Regions from separate parts of the Rattus norvegicus genome. Here region 2 is linked to region 1. Evidence: chromatin contacts called from public Hi-C data. All regions are on one chromosome and are shown on one strand. The core of a region is the stretch at or near the end of the contact, and the rest is flanking DNA. Distances in the headings are between cores, read along the strand shown. Region 1 holds the start of Klf15 (KLF transcription factor 15). Region 2 overlaps Iqsec1 (IQ motif and Sec7 domain ArfGEF 1).

Region 1 (6,419 bases), core at 353-2,852:
ATTCTGAACTTGTGCCTGGCAAGTTAACCTGAGCAAGAAGAGGTCATGGAACAAAAGGGACCCAAAAGAGACAGAGGGAAGCTGAGAAAGTGGGGTTATATACACATCCTGTGAGTGAGCAGGGAGCCCTGAGAAGGTTCTGAAGCAACGGTGCCTAATATGACTCAGGTTTAGGCAGAATGTCCGAGGTTAGCCATGGGCTTCTAGACAGTTGGGGCGCCTTCCTTCTGGACTGGGGCAGCTCAGTTACACAGTTGCTTTTAGGCTTCTGACCTTTAGCTGCACTTCTCCCCAGGAGGTGGGAAACATTGAACAGAGAGTGTGAGGGTTGCAGAGCCCAGGATAGGCAGGGCTGTGGAGAAGTGTGCCCAGCCTGACCCTGCCCTGCCTTGACAAGACAGGATCAATCAACTTTACTAACTAGTCAACTCCACCGCTCTGCGTGCTAGCCCTGGCTGCAGAATACCGCAGAAGACGGGGAAGACGCATACATACGGTGCCTACGATCAGAAAGTTGATGACCATCTTGTGCTAAGCACAGACTTCCTCAGTGCTCTGACTGAGACTCAGTTTAACTGCTGAGTTTTAGGCACTCACCTGGAGAGACCTCAGATCCTTATTTAAGGGGTCCAGACCCACTGGCTGCAAATCCTGGCCACAGCAGAGACAGCTGGGAGAAGCAGGGGGCAAAGACTGGCCACCTTCCAGTGCCAGGTAGGAAATGCCAAGAAGGAAGGTCTGTCCAAATGTCCTTGGCATTTGTTAAGAAGCAGGGAAAAGACAGACAGACCTGGCCCTCTATCTGCGTGACTAGAAAGGCCCATTGCTCTTTCTCAGCAGGTTTTTTCATGCTGTCTGGGGAGCCAAGCAGTGCAGACTGAAGTGCACAGCAAGGTACCCAGCAAGGTACCAGCAAGGTACTCTCTGCTCACACGTTTTCTCAGGCTTCACTTTCCTCATTAAACCGGTGCAAAAGCTGCCCATAGTGGCTTGGAAGTCCCTCTGCACATCGGGAGCACCCTGCAATCTTTGGGGAGGTGCCTGCAGTGTCAATCACTGGCTTAAGGTGGTGGTCAGCAAGCCTCTGCAGTCAGTCAGACTCAGAGGTCGAGAGTAGCAGTAGCGCAACAAGCGCTCATTCCCGTGAGTAACCATGACCTCTGGAGGAAAGACCAGACATATTTTTACAAATGGACCCTTTAGACACGGTCCCTACTAGATCCGGCCTTGTTGGGAATGCGGAAGAGGCTGCAGGGACTATTCCGCACCCGAGATCCTACGTGGTCTGCACTTCGGGACTCTGCGGGCTTTCAGTGGGTTCTGGATCCTATCTCACGTGCGCACCGGAGGACCCAGTACAGGTCCACGAAGAGGCCGGAGAGCGCGTGGGCAGCGGGAGGGTGCGGCCGAGGCGGGGCGCGGCTCGTGACGTGCAGCGCTAGCCAATGGGGCGCGCGCCCGAGGCCGAGCCTCCTGCGAGCCTTCACGGCGCCCGCGGCGTCACGTGAGCGGTCGGAGAGCAGGGAGAGCGGCGAGCGGCGAGCGCCTAGCTCGGCCGCAGGGAGTGCGGGCTGCGGCCAGGAGCGCTGGACGCGCGGCCGCATACGGAGCCGGGCCGCACGCGCGAGGCCGTGCCAGGCGACGCCGAGTCCAGGTGGGAGACGCGCGATGTACCGCGGCCGCTTGGGTCCTCCTGTCCGAACCACGCGCGGGGACCCGGGAAATGTGGGGACCCCGGAAATGCGGGACCCCCCGTGAGCGCGCTGGGCCTTCAGAAGGCAAATCCAATGTGCGCAGTTCCTGTCCCCAGAGCCCACGCGTGTCCGTGGCACTCCTGGACCTGCGCTCCCATATGGCGGCGCCTGGCGGGGCCTGGCGACCAAGGGGCGGAGAGGTTACTGTCGGTCACTGCAGCGGTGGCCTAAGTGGGGACGCGAAGGGGGTCACTGGGCGGAAGGTAAGGTACTCTCTGAAGCTGTGCGCCAGAGTCCGAGCCACCTCCTTCCCACGTACTTCACACCCAGGGGTGGGCACCCACGCGCGGGCACCTGGCGGACACCCGCACGGCTGCACTGCGCCCAGCACACGCAGTCACACGACACAAACTCACACCCATTTGCGCGTACCCGCAGCGTTCCTGCGCTTATGTTCCGTTTCCCCACGCAGAGTCCTCAGGCCCCTTTGACCAAACATTACCCGAGGGCTGAGGGTAGCAGCCGCAGGGGTCAGGTCACCCCTCTTGGAAACATTCTCGCCTGGAAGGCACAGGAGCTGTTTGCTACCATGGTTTGGGAAGGTGAAAGCCCAAATGTTTGACTGAGTCCTTCAGATGTTTTCCCCGACCGTGGGGAGCCCCCGCCGCCCTACAGGTGCCAGAATGGCAGTAACTTTGGGGCCTTCGGACTCCTCAGGGAGGACTCTTATTTTGAAGACCGGCCCCCATTCGCCACCCCCGTGATTTGCACGCTGACCCAATGGCTAGCCCTTGGCCGGCTCTCTGCTTGTTATCAATTACATGTTGTTCCTACAGCCGCTGTGTCCCCGGGAGGATAAACAGCAGGCCTGGCCTGCTAAGAGAGGGGGCGGAGTCCAGCGGCCTGCCGGGGACTGTGCCCAGAACAGGGTGCCCCCTCCCCCTGCACGCAGCCTGCGCCTCTGGCTGCGCCACGTGCTGCTGTTTTTCAGGGACCGGCTTGAGCGCTGGCACTCAGGCTTTCAAGCCCTGGGTCCAGGAAGTCCTGGATCCCCTGGGCACTCAGTACCTCACTGTCCCCAGGGGTTGCTTAGCACCGTTTTAAGATCGTGTTAACTGGTTGGGGCCACTCCACTCCTGCATCCATTTGCTTCTGGGTTCTGGACTCGTTCAGCAAAGGTTAGATCTGTCTTTGACTCTAGATCTAGCCTGTAGTGAACAAGACAGTTTTCACAGTGATATCCGGCTGTGTAGAATATAAACCTGGGTGCTTTCTCCAAGGGGGTAGTGACTTCTGAGTTGAGATTTAAATAATGAACTCCCATCTGGAATGCTGAGAGAGGTAGGACTTCCACTGAGGAGAACACTGGAGCCAAAGCCCAGGTTCATTAGTGCTGGTGAGCCAGGCCGCAGCAGTTGGAGGGGCAGTTCGGGGTTGAGCAGGGCCCTAGTACTCTGAGCCCTGGAGGAATCTGAAACATTTTGGGGGGAGGGGTTCCTTCCGATGTAATTCTGTTTTGGCATCAACTTTCATACCTGTTCTCTCTCTCCCTCCTTCAGTGGGATCTCACATGGTTGCCTTTGACTTTATGATTCTCTGGCCTCAGCCTTCTGAGCGCCAAGACTATATGAGCCACTCTGCCCACCCAACACTGCTGTTCACTTTTTTTTTTTTTTTTTTTTGGTTCTTTTTTTTTCGGAGCTGGGGACCGAACCCAGGGCCTTGTGCTTCCTAGGTAAGCGCTCTACCACTGAGCTAAATCCCCAGCCCCTTGCTGTTCACTTTCATATCAGACCTTGGTTTTTACCGTTTTAAAAATGAAGCCTCGATACCACAATCCCCTTTGAAACAGTGGGATCGATCGCTCAGTGCTGTGGCGTGTCCAGCTCTGGTCACATTTCATTTCAGGAAATCTTAGGCAGTCCTGTTCTGGGTCCTGGGACACCGTGTGCACTGAATTTGCGTGACTGTACAGACGCTAAGTGCTCAGTATGTGGAAGTTGTTGAGTATTCGTATACCCTACGTATAGGAGCCACGTCACACTGGCAGCAAACAGATGTGCGCACAGAGACGTTGTGCTGCTTTCCTGAGGTTGCACAGCTGACAGCTGCAGACAAGGTGTGTGCTAGAAGAGTGAATGAGATGGGGTTGGGAGCAGGGAGTGTGTGGGTTCTGCCCAACTGCTTTGCCCTTCACGTTGTCTAGTGCTTTATTCCTTCCCAGGCCGTGCTTTGGTAAAGACTATGTATTTTAAAAACACATTTCCAGTTTGAAATCCTTAGCAGAGTATTTAAATTCAGATTGCCTCTTGGCAAGATTACCTTTGGGCTCAGATCTTGCCTCTATTCTCTGCATCAAGAGAGAAACTTAGAGAACACTGAGTCATAGAACAGTTGGGGAAACTGAGACACGGGGGAGTGGGATGACTGGCCTCTCGGCTGCTGGGCTACCAGGTGCCAGGCTGTGCAGTGGACCTAAGGTCAGGATGCAGCTTAGCATCCTCCTCATCAGTTTGATAATAACACAGGCAGCCATGGTCACTGGGCGGGGCAAAGGTCCAGAGAGGTGGCCCCAGCACAGCAGATACTGTTGACTCTTCTTGGACACCAGACCTAGTATGGCCTTTGGCTTCAGAGGACACAGCTTTCCCTTCTCCTTCCTATCCCCACTCTCTGAGCCCCTCTTGGATACCTGGTGTGCTGAGTGCTGGGGACCCAGGAGAGTGTGCTGCCAAGAGGGGACACAGGTACCTGCTGAGTCTTCCCAAGTCGGTGAGTGTCCCGCACAGGAAGCTGGGTGGGGGGCAGAACAGGAGACTCTGCTCTCACACACTGGCCAAGGGCAAATGTCATCTGCCATCCTGCCCAAAGGCTCTGAGGCTCACGGAAGTTACCCACACCTGGGCCCTCAGATCTTCTATGGACTCACAGCTGGGGGCTGAACCTTAATCATCATGGCAGGGAGATGTTAGGCACCATGGAAGGGGGCTTTGCTCTCCTGTGATACCTCATCCAGTCATGGAGAACCGTGACTCTCAACAAAGGTCTGAGGACCAGACTGTGGAGAAACACCATGTAGGCAGGCAGGCACTTAATGGCCTTAAACCGTTTTCCAAAGTACAGCTGCCAGGTTAAAGCACAGACAAGATGTGTGTCCCATTCAACCCTGGGGACACCACGCTTGCATTCACAGAAGTTCATTTTTGAACATCTGAAGTGAATATCTAACAAGCAGCCTGTGTTTTTATTTGCTCAATCTGGAAACCCCACAGAAACCCCAATAGCCCAGGCTCAGAGTGCAAATGGCCTTTTTCTTTCTCACCCCCTCTCTGACTCAAGGTAGGGAGCAGAGTCCAGGGTCTTGCGACTTTCAGGGCCTCCCCTCTCTGGCCCCCTCTCCCCACCGCCTCAGCTGTTCACAGACAAGAGCATTCCTTGTCTTATTCTTTTCCAGGATCATTCTGGAAAATGTTTGAAACCAGAAGTGCCCTGGGTTGTGCAACGGGCCTGGAGGGAGGGCTCTTTTGCAAATAGGGTGATGCAACTTTTGAAAACATACTCGCCGGCCCATTCTCCCTTGGGATGGAAGCAAGATCTGGACATTTGGCCACAGGAGGCCTTGGGCAGGCAGCCGGGGGTAGGGGTTACAAACCACTGGTAAGCATGCAGTCCTTCTAACCTAGCCTCCCTTGTTCCCTCTCTGCAGTCACCACAGGCTCGGCCAGGCCAGCATGGTGGACCACTTGCTTCCAGTGGACGAGACCTTCTCGTCACCGAAATGCCCAGTGGGATACCTGGGAGATAGGCTGGCCAGCCGGCAGCCATACCACATGTTGCCCTCGCCCATCTCCGAGGATGACAGCGATGTCTCCAGCCCCTGCTCTTGTGCCAGCCCTGACTCGCAAGCCTTCTGTTCCTGCTATAGTGCAGGTCCGGGCCCTGAGGCCCAGGGCAGCATCTTGGATTTCCTCCTATCCCGGGCCACACTGGGCAGTGGTGGTGCCAGTGGAGGTGTCGGAGATGGCAGTGGCCCTGTGACCTGGGGATCGTGGAGGAGAGCCTCTGTGCCTGTGAAGGAGGAACATCTTTGCTTCCCTGAATTTCTGTCAGGGGACCCTGATGATGTCTCCAGGCCCTTCCAGCCTACCCTGGAGGAGATTGAAGAATTCTTGGAAGAGAACATGGAGGCTGAGGTCAAGGAGGCCCCAGAGAGCAGCAGCAGGGACCTGGAAGCCTGTAGCCAGCTCTCAGCTGGGTCACACCGGAGCCACCTCCATCCAGAGTCCGGTGGGAGAGAGTGCCGTACCCCACCACCAGGTGGCACCAGTGGGGGTGGTACCCAAGGTGCAGGTGAGGGGTCAGCTCATGATGGCCCCATGCCGGTGCTACTGCAGATCCAGCCTGTTGCTGTGAAGCAGGAAGCAGGTGCAGGGCCAGCCTCCCCAGGGCAGGCCCCGGAGAGCGTCAAGGTCGCCCAGCTTCTGGTCAACATCCAGGGGCAGACCTTTGCACTCCTGCCTCAAGTGGTACCATCCTCCAACTTGAACCTGTCCTCAAAGTTTGTGCGAATTGCGCCTGTGCCCATTGCCGCCAAACCTATTGGCTCAGGATCCCTAGGGCCCGGCCCTGCTGGTCTCCTTGTGGGCCAGAAGTTCCCCAAGAACCCAGCAGCAGAACTTCTCAAAATGCACAAATGCACTTTCCCAGGCTGCAGCAAGATGTACA
Region 2 (6,866 bases), core at 3,766-6,265, 250 kb after region 1:
TGGCTCACAGAGGCTTCAGATGAGTCAGGACTTTAGTCATGGCAGCCCTTGGTCCTTTCACACTGGAATGTTCCCAGGCTGATATGACCCCGGGAGCAGAGTGCAGACACAAGGGATTGGGTAAGGGAAAAGAAAGTGGGAGAAGCCACTTCTTGACAGGTCCTCCGTCTTGTTGGTAAATGGTTCCTGGACAGGACTATGAGCTGCTGGTGATAGAGAAATCTTATAGATCTAAGAGAGGAAGGAGGGGTCCTCTAAGACTGACCCAGAAGAGCTGGAATGAGTAGAGCGTGGAGGGCAGAAAAGGAGGGTGTTGACACATCCAGGGGGATCTAGGCATGGGACCAAGTGTCCAGAGAGCCCATGAGAGATCAGAGTATGAGCCCTGTGCTCAAAGTTCTAGATGCAGCCAGGTCTGGAATGTAGGGGCTGTGGTGGTGGTGGTGGTAGGTCTATTGAGAATACAAGAGTAAAATAAAGATTTCAGCCAACATTGATTGCCAGGGCTCCAGCTGGGTAACCAGGGGCATAGCTCTCAAATTGAAAGTTGGTAACAAGCGCTTCTAACAGTGCAGAAACTTCCCCTGCAGGGCTCGATGGAAGTGGAGTGGGGCATTGGGTAGCATCAGATTTCTGCTTTTATCCTGTTCCCAAGTTTGCATTAATGAGGACACATAATCAGAAGACCCAGCAGCCCTGCAAGGCAGCAAAGCAGGAGCCCTCAGAGGCAGGGGTGGAGTTACATTCTACTCCTCCCACCTGCAGAGGGCAGCTTACCCTCTTGGCCATCCTCTCACACACATTTTCCCTTGCCCATCTGTTGGCACCCTTAAAGCAGAGCCAGCTCTGACCACCCTGCCACCAACCAGAGGACACTTCCCTTTGGCCCTTTCACATAGCCTCTCCTGCGTAGGGTCCTTCAGAGCCTTCTGTTACCTGCCCCCTCCCTATAACAGCAGTGATACAATCAAAGCACAGCTCCAACCACATGGCACCTCAGCTCCCATGGTCTGGGAAAACATGTCATCACTATGACCCAGAAGGCTCACAAGATCTAGTCATGCCTCCTGCCCCATCTCCCCAGGAACCAAAGGACCATCAAGCTCAGCTTAATCCCACTAGTCTCCTGGCTATTCATCTACAAGCCAGCTCCTACCCCGGAACCTTTTCATATATTCTGAGCGTCAGCTGCAGGCCCTGGAAGGGTAAGGAGGAGGAAGGGGGGCTGAAGTATCTGTGGGAGACTGTGGCTAAAAAAGAAAATCAAAGATTGGATAGCAGTCAAGGTGCTGGACTTCAGGCATGGTAGTGGTTCTGACATCAGCACAGGGGACAGAAGGCAGGAGCAGAGTTTTAGGAGGAGCTGCGAAAAGCAGGGCTCTGAGCAGGGCTGGGTTCTCTTGGACCAGTCAGCTGCCCACTCCTCCATACCACAACAATCCATAGCCTGAACTCTGCACTGAGCATCTCAGAATCACTTTGGCCCATGCTTGCTACAGAGAGTTTGGCTCCTGTGGCCAAAGGCATCCTGGGCACTTGGGAAACCTTGGGGCTACCCAACCTAAGCATCACCTTCATGGGGATGCTGGCCTAGCTCCAGTTTCAGTCTTCCTGATTTGCTACTGGTCCTAACTGGAGAGAGACACACAGCAACCCTGCACCAGCCCACAGCCTGTGGCATTCTCTGACTGCCCGCACCAGACTGCCAGAAGCCACCTTTATATATGTAGAAAAATATGGGTCTCCAAACAATGGGCTTTTCAGAGCAGTGGCTATTTTTAGAGCTCTGCTTACTGAACTAACACTCAGCATTTCCCCAACTTGTCAGCTGCTGCCCAGAGCCAGGCAGGCGGCAGGAGGAGCAGAGATCAGGATCTGGGGGCTTCTTGAACCATTTGGGGGCCATTCTGGTGTGCAGACACAGATGTCAGTTTGGGGTTGCCCTAGGCTAACAGGAGGCATGGCTAGCAGCCTCCCATGTGCCCCACCTGGTTCAGCATGGAACCTGCCTTCCTGACAACTGTTCCTTTGTTTACTGTGCTCTGGGTTGGAGTTGTATATCCAGGATTGAATACCAGCTTTTATCTGAGCCTCAATTTCCCTTCCTCATGTGGGGCAGTGCTGCCCCTCTGTGATAACACAGAGGAGTTGGTGAGAGTATCTGGGAGCCCAGAGGGCAGGCTGAGCAGGAACTGTTTCCTCAGTGTCCTGGGCAGCTGACCTCACTGTCTGTTCATCAGTCTATCACCACAGGGAAGGAAGATAGAGCTCCGTGTCCCTTGACCCAGACCCCGCAGCCAGGCTCTCACAGTGTCCTGTCCTGTCAACAACATGTTCTAGAAGGCTGGTCATCCTTCCGGCCTCTGAGCCAGTCCTTCTTCCTACTGTAGGCAGGAATGGGTGCATGGGGTGGGAAAGTGGGGCAGCGGACTGTCTCCTGGCTCTGTTGGAGTGGCTTGCTCCCATAAAGTTCTGAGGACCAGCCTAGGCTTTGAGCCAGGCCCAGACATTGAAACCATCTACAACCCCATCAAAAGGAACACAAGGATCCTGCTATCCACAAACACTCCCTAACCTGGGGCCAGGGAAGGCCTGGCACCCATGTGAACAGTGCAGGTGTCTTGGGGGCCTAACTATTAACACCGTATCAGCAGCACACTGGAGTGAGGAAAGTGATACCTACAGTTATCATCGCTTGGTCTCTCCTCATGAGAGCATCATTAGAGGGCAGAGGTATCCATTTGCTCACAAAACAACCCCAGTACCCAAATAGGGCTGGGCACAGCAGGTGAAGTAAGGACCTGAGTAAGTGCGACCAGCTCTTTTGACCCAGAGCCTAGTGAACAGGCAGGGTCAAAGCCACACTGAGGTCAGAAAAGACAAGGATATGGTGTGGTGCCCTCTTCTTCCCCCACCCACTGTCTCTCATGGGTGAGAGGCCTGTAGGAAGGAGGCTTGCAGGTCACATGCAGGCTCAGAGTACATTGTGGAGATGCCATAGACTCCACACAGGCACAAACTCATCACATCGCAGCAGAGTTCCTGGGGCTCAACTTGCCAGGTATGGAGGACAATGCAGAAGCACCCTGGGATCAGCTTCAGGGCCACTGAATCTGCCCTGGCCCACTTCTCACAAACCCAGGATGCCTTAGAAGGCCAGACAAAAGCAGCAGGAACAGAGTCCCTGCCTGACACAGGCTGGCAATCCACACCCTCACTTGGGAAGGGAGCCAGCTGGCAAAGGGGACAGACAAGAGGCTCTGGGTGGGGGGCAGAAGTGAACACCCTGCAATCAAGCACGGCCAGACCTCAGTCTGGCAAGGTGTCATTCACACAGTCACCACTATCATTCTGCAGAACACCCCATCATGCCTGAGGATGCTGTCCCACTCTTGGACAAGAGTACCAAACGGGCCTAAACTCAGAGGAAAGCTGACACTAATGGCCCAGCCTTTCCAGAGATTGTAGAACAAGGTCAGGCTATCCACCTGGCTATGAGGCTGGGCAGTCCTACTCACAGGAAGCTTCTGAGGGCGCTGGGCTCCCAGTAAATTATTCCAGCACAGATTGGCAGTATGCTGTGTGTGGTTCCCCACAATGTTTTGTCTTAAAAATTAGAATAAACTAGACATGCCCATATCTCAGAACTTGGGAGTCTGAAACTGAAGGATCAAAGTCCAAGTCCAGTCTGGGCTACAACAGTGAGTTCTTGTCTCAAAACCAACCAACCAACCAATGGATGTACCAAATAAACAAAGGAAAACAAAGAGTAAGTTGGCACCATTTTAACATTGGATACAACAATTCTGACTTCTGAGAGAGGACGACCGCTAAGAACCCAGCCACCCTGGACCTACAACCCAGGGGTGAAAGGCAAAGCAAGCTCTAGTGTGCTTATACTCTGCCACGGTCCCCACCAATTTCATCACTTACTCACACCTAGCAACTCTTCTCACACACGCACTTCCTGTCTATGCAGGAGATCTGTGTAAGGCTGAAATTCAAGGCCCACTCCTCATTCCCAAGAAGCCTCATTTAGAAGGCATGAGCTCTACAGGGATGGTAGGGAGCTGAGGCCTTGCTCTTGGTGGGTCTTCAGAATGTGATTTTTATCAGACTCCACAAAGGTCACCTCATTATACTGACCACAGCCTACTCACAGTAGGTCATGAGAACTGCCATGCCTCTGTCAGGACAGGATGTAAGAAGTCACCAGATGGCAGCATTTACTTCAAAGCATCAGGGTGTCTTTCCCTGACCACTGAGAATGTCAGCCCTGGTTTGGGATGACATCTCATGGCTCCAGAGGTACCCAGGGCTGAGTTGGTGAAGTGCTGCATGACCTGAGGCAAGTGGCCATACCTCTCCCGTGCTCACACTGGCTAGTGCCCCTGACTCCTGGGAACATGTGGTCAAGCAAAGACAAGCCACAACAATAGTTCCCACAGTGGGTTATCTTGCCCTAAGCTATTGACTAGAGAAGGGCTCAACCCTAGGGCTCTGGAGAGGAGAAAGGGGACACAAAGAATGCTCCCATGCCGCCACCCACCCAGCTGAACCCTTGATGCCTCTGGAGCCAAATATGTCTTGGAGAGTTGGGAAAGCTCAGCTCACTTTGAATCCCTCCCTGCTGGGCCCAGGAGCAAAGTTCCCCACAGTTGCCACTGTGTTCTTATCTAGCTTCCCCCTCCTCCTCTCTCCTTGCTTTCATGGACCACTCCCTGCAACCCACCCTCTGCCAGCTTACCCCAGCTAGCAGGGCGGCTCTTGTTGGTTTTGAATGCACAAAGATGACCAGAAGCTTCCGACCCTGGGGCTTGCTCGGAAAGATTTTTCAGAATACACATACACACACAGAGCCAAAAATCTTCCCGGCTGAGCCAAATTAAATACAGAGTCCTCTAGTTATTTCCATACGCGCAAAATGGACTTAAATAAAGCCGCTCTCTGTGGTAGGCTCCAGCAGACAGGGCCAGGCTGGGCCCAGGGACACCCCAGGAAGGCGGGGGGAGGCACAGGCTGGGCAGCCAGCCCTGGAGAGTACGGGCTGCGCCAGGGAGAAAGAGGCCTGTGTGACAAGCAGCCTCTTAGCCTACCCTGCTACCAGGGGTGCAGCTCCCAGAGGCCCTAAGTAGATGGCAGAAGTGGGCAGAAAGCACAGTTAAACTACTCCTGCCCCACCTGACACACGGGCAGTCCACCATAGTTAGCTTAGAACTGACACACAGTGACCACCAGCATCTACAAAGGAGGGGCACCTGGGTATTGCGATTGGTAAACTTCTTTCTTCTCATTTGGTGGAGGAAGAAACCAAGACAGAGAGGAGAAAACTTAACCAAGGCCATAGGCTTTGAAGAAGAAAGGGGTACTGTGTCAACTGGGATGTAGACCACTGCAAGACTAGGCTGCCCCTTGTTCCCTGCCTAAGTCACCTGAGTCCCTCTGGGGCCAGCCCACTACTGCTTGTCACTCAGGGCAGAGCAGCCAGCACAGGACCTTATACTGTGTTTTCTGTCCCCTGAGATCCTCACGTGACCTCAAGCCCAGAAGCTCCGACTCTCCACATCACTGGTACACAAGGCCCTCTTCCAGTATACTCTTCAGGCAGGGATTATGGCTACAGATCAGGGACTGGGGTCTCTGTGGGCCTGCACTTCTCAGCCATAACGTGGGGGTACCAGCCAGGTGCAGTGGCACATGCTTTTGATTCCAGCACTTAGGAAGCAGAGGCAGAGGCAGGTAGACTGCACACATGGAGATGAGTATAATGCCAGCCTGTTCAACATAGTGAGACAGCCAGCACTATGCAGTAAGACCCTGTCTCCAAAACCAAACAAAGCAAAATAAGGTGGGAATACTACAACCACACAGGGCTTAATGGTGACACACCCAAAATCCTCAACTGGGGCCTAAAGGCCATGAGGTGCTTCTGGGGGGTCTTGTCCCTGCATCACAACCTGGCAACAGGTAAGAGATGAGGAGGAGGAGGAGGGTTAAGGAGGGGGAGAACCGTGTAGAAGCAGCAGCATCCGCACCCAGGGTTGGGGTGGAAGTCTGACCTAAGAATGCTCCCTGTACTGAGACAGAGACAGAGGCAATTTGGGTCTTTTCTAAACAAACTTGATTGAGTCCTGTCCCTTATGTGCCAAGAACTGTGGCAGGCATCAAGGTTAGTCATGAGACATTCATAATAATGACAGCAACTAGCATTTGAACACCTACTATGTGTCAGTCTCATTATTAGGGACCTACTATATGCTAGGCTCCAAACCCAGCACTGAGAGGTAGCCAACTCCCAAAAGTGCAGGTCAAGAGTGGTGTCAAGGGAGCTAAAGAGCAGGAGAGTTGAAAGGGGACAGAAAACTTCTCCAGGACTTAAGCCGTAGGTACCTACGGACCCCCTGGGAGAAGTGTGGCATGAGCTGTTGGCCTGGGCTGAGGTAGAACAAGAAACCCTGGATAAAGGAGAAAGAGGGTGAGCAAAGGCTAAGGACCCTGACACTGAATGGCAGCATGTCAAGGAAACAGTAGGCTAAGCTAAAGGAAACAAGGGGAAAGAGGTAGAAGTCACAGCCTGACTCACAGCACACTACATCAGCTGAGAACCAGAGTGAACAGATCTCATGGGAGAGGCCAGGAGCCCATTTCCATGTCCTCCCTTCTCAGGGGTCCTAGAGTGACTGATGAGTGAGCCACAAGCACAGCCTCCTCCGGACATCTGGCATCCCCAATGGGTCAGGTACTAACTGGGAGCCCACCTAAGCCCAAGGGTCTTAAAATAGAACGGCCAGGGGCTGTACAAGGCACCCACCCTGGGGACAGCATATCTCCAAGGCCAGGATAAGGGTGACCATGAGACAGGTCCC

Evidence for each region. A called contact is a pair of places that touch in the nucleus more often than the background predicts.
Region 2: a contact with region 1 is called in a Hi-C map of liver, with 2.6 times the contacts expected there. The contact joins the enhancer-like site here to the promoter of Klf15 in region 1. A contact is called at or near these places in 5 of 12 Hi-C or Micro-C datasets (the A7r5 cell line, Schwann cells, frontal cortex and 2 more).

Annotation. Positions count from the first base shown.
Region 1 is chr4:124,521,413-124,527,831 of GRCr8, forward strand. It overlaps Klf15 (KLF transcription factor 15), which reads left to right and starts at 1,603. Exons shown (of 4, transcript NM_053536.2): 1 at 1,603-1,654; 2 at 3,613-3,813; 3 at 5,401-6,419. The coding sequence starts at 5,426.
Region 2 is chr4:124,765,071-124,771,936 of GRCr8, forward strand. The region is part of intron 1 of Iqsec1 (IQ motif and Sec7 domain ArfGEF 1); the gene reads right to left. Among named protein-coding and RNA genes, the nearest start is that of Iqsec1, 59 kb to the right of the region's middle. Within about 2 kb of position 5,016, at least 54 of the 93 cell types and tissues checked have an H3K27ac peak or open chromatin away from gene starts, as enhancers often do. A contact at or near this core is called in Schwann cells and liver, where this site is marked.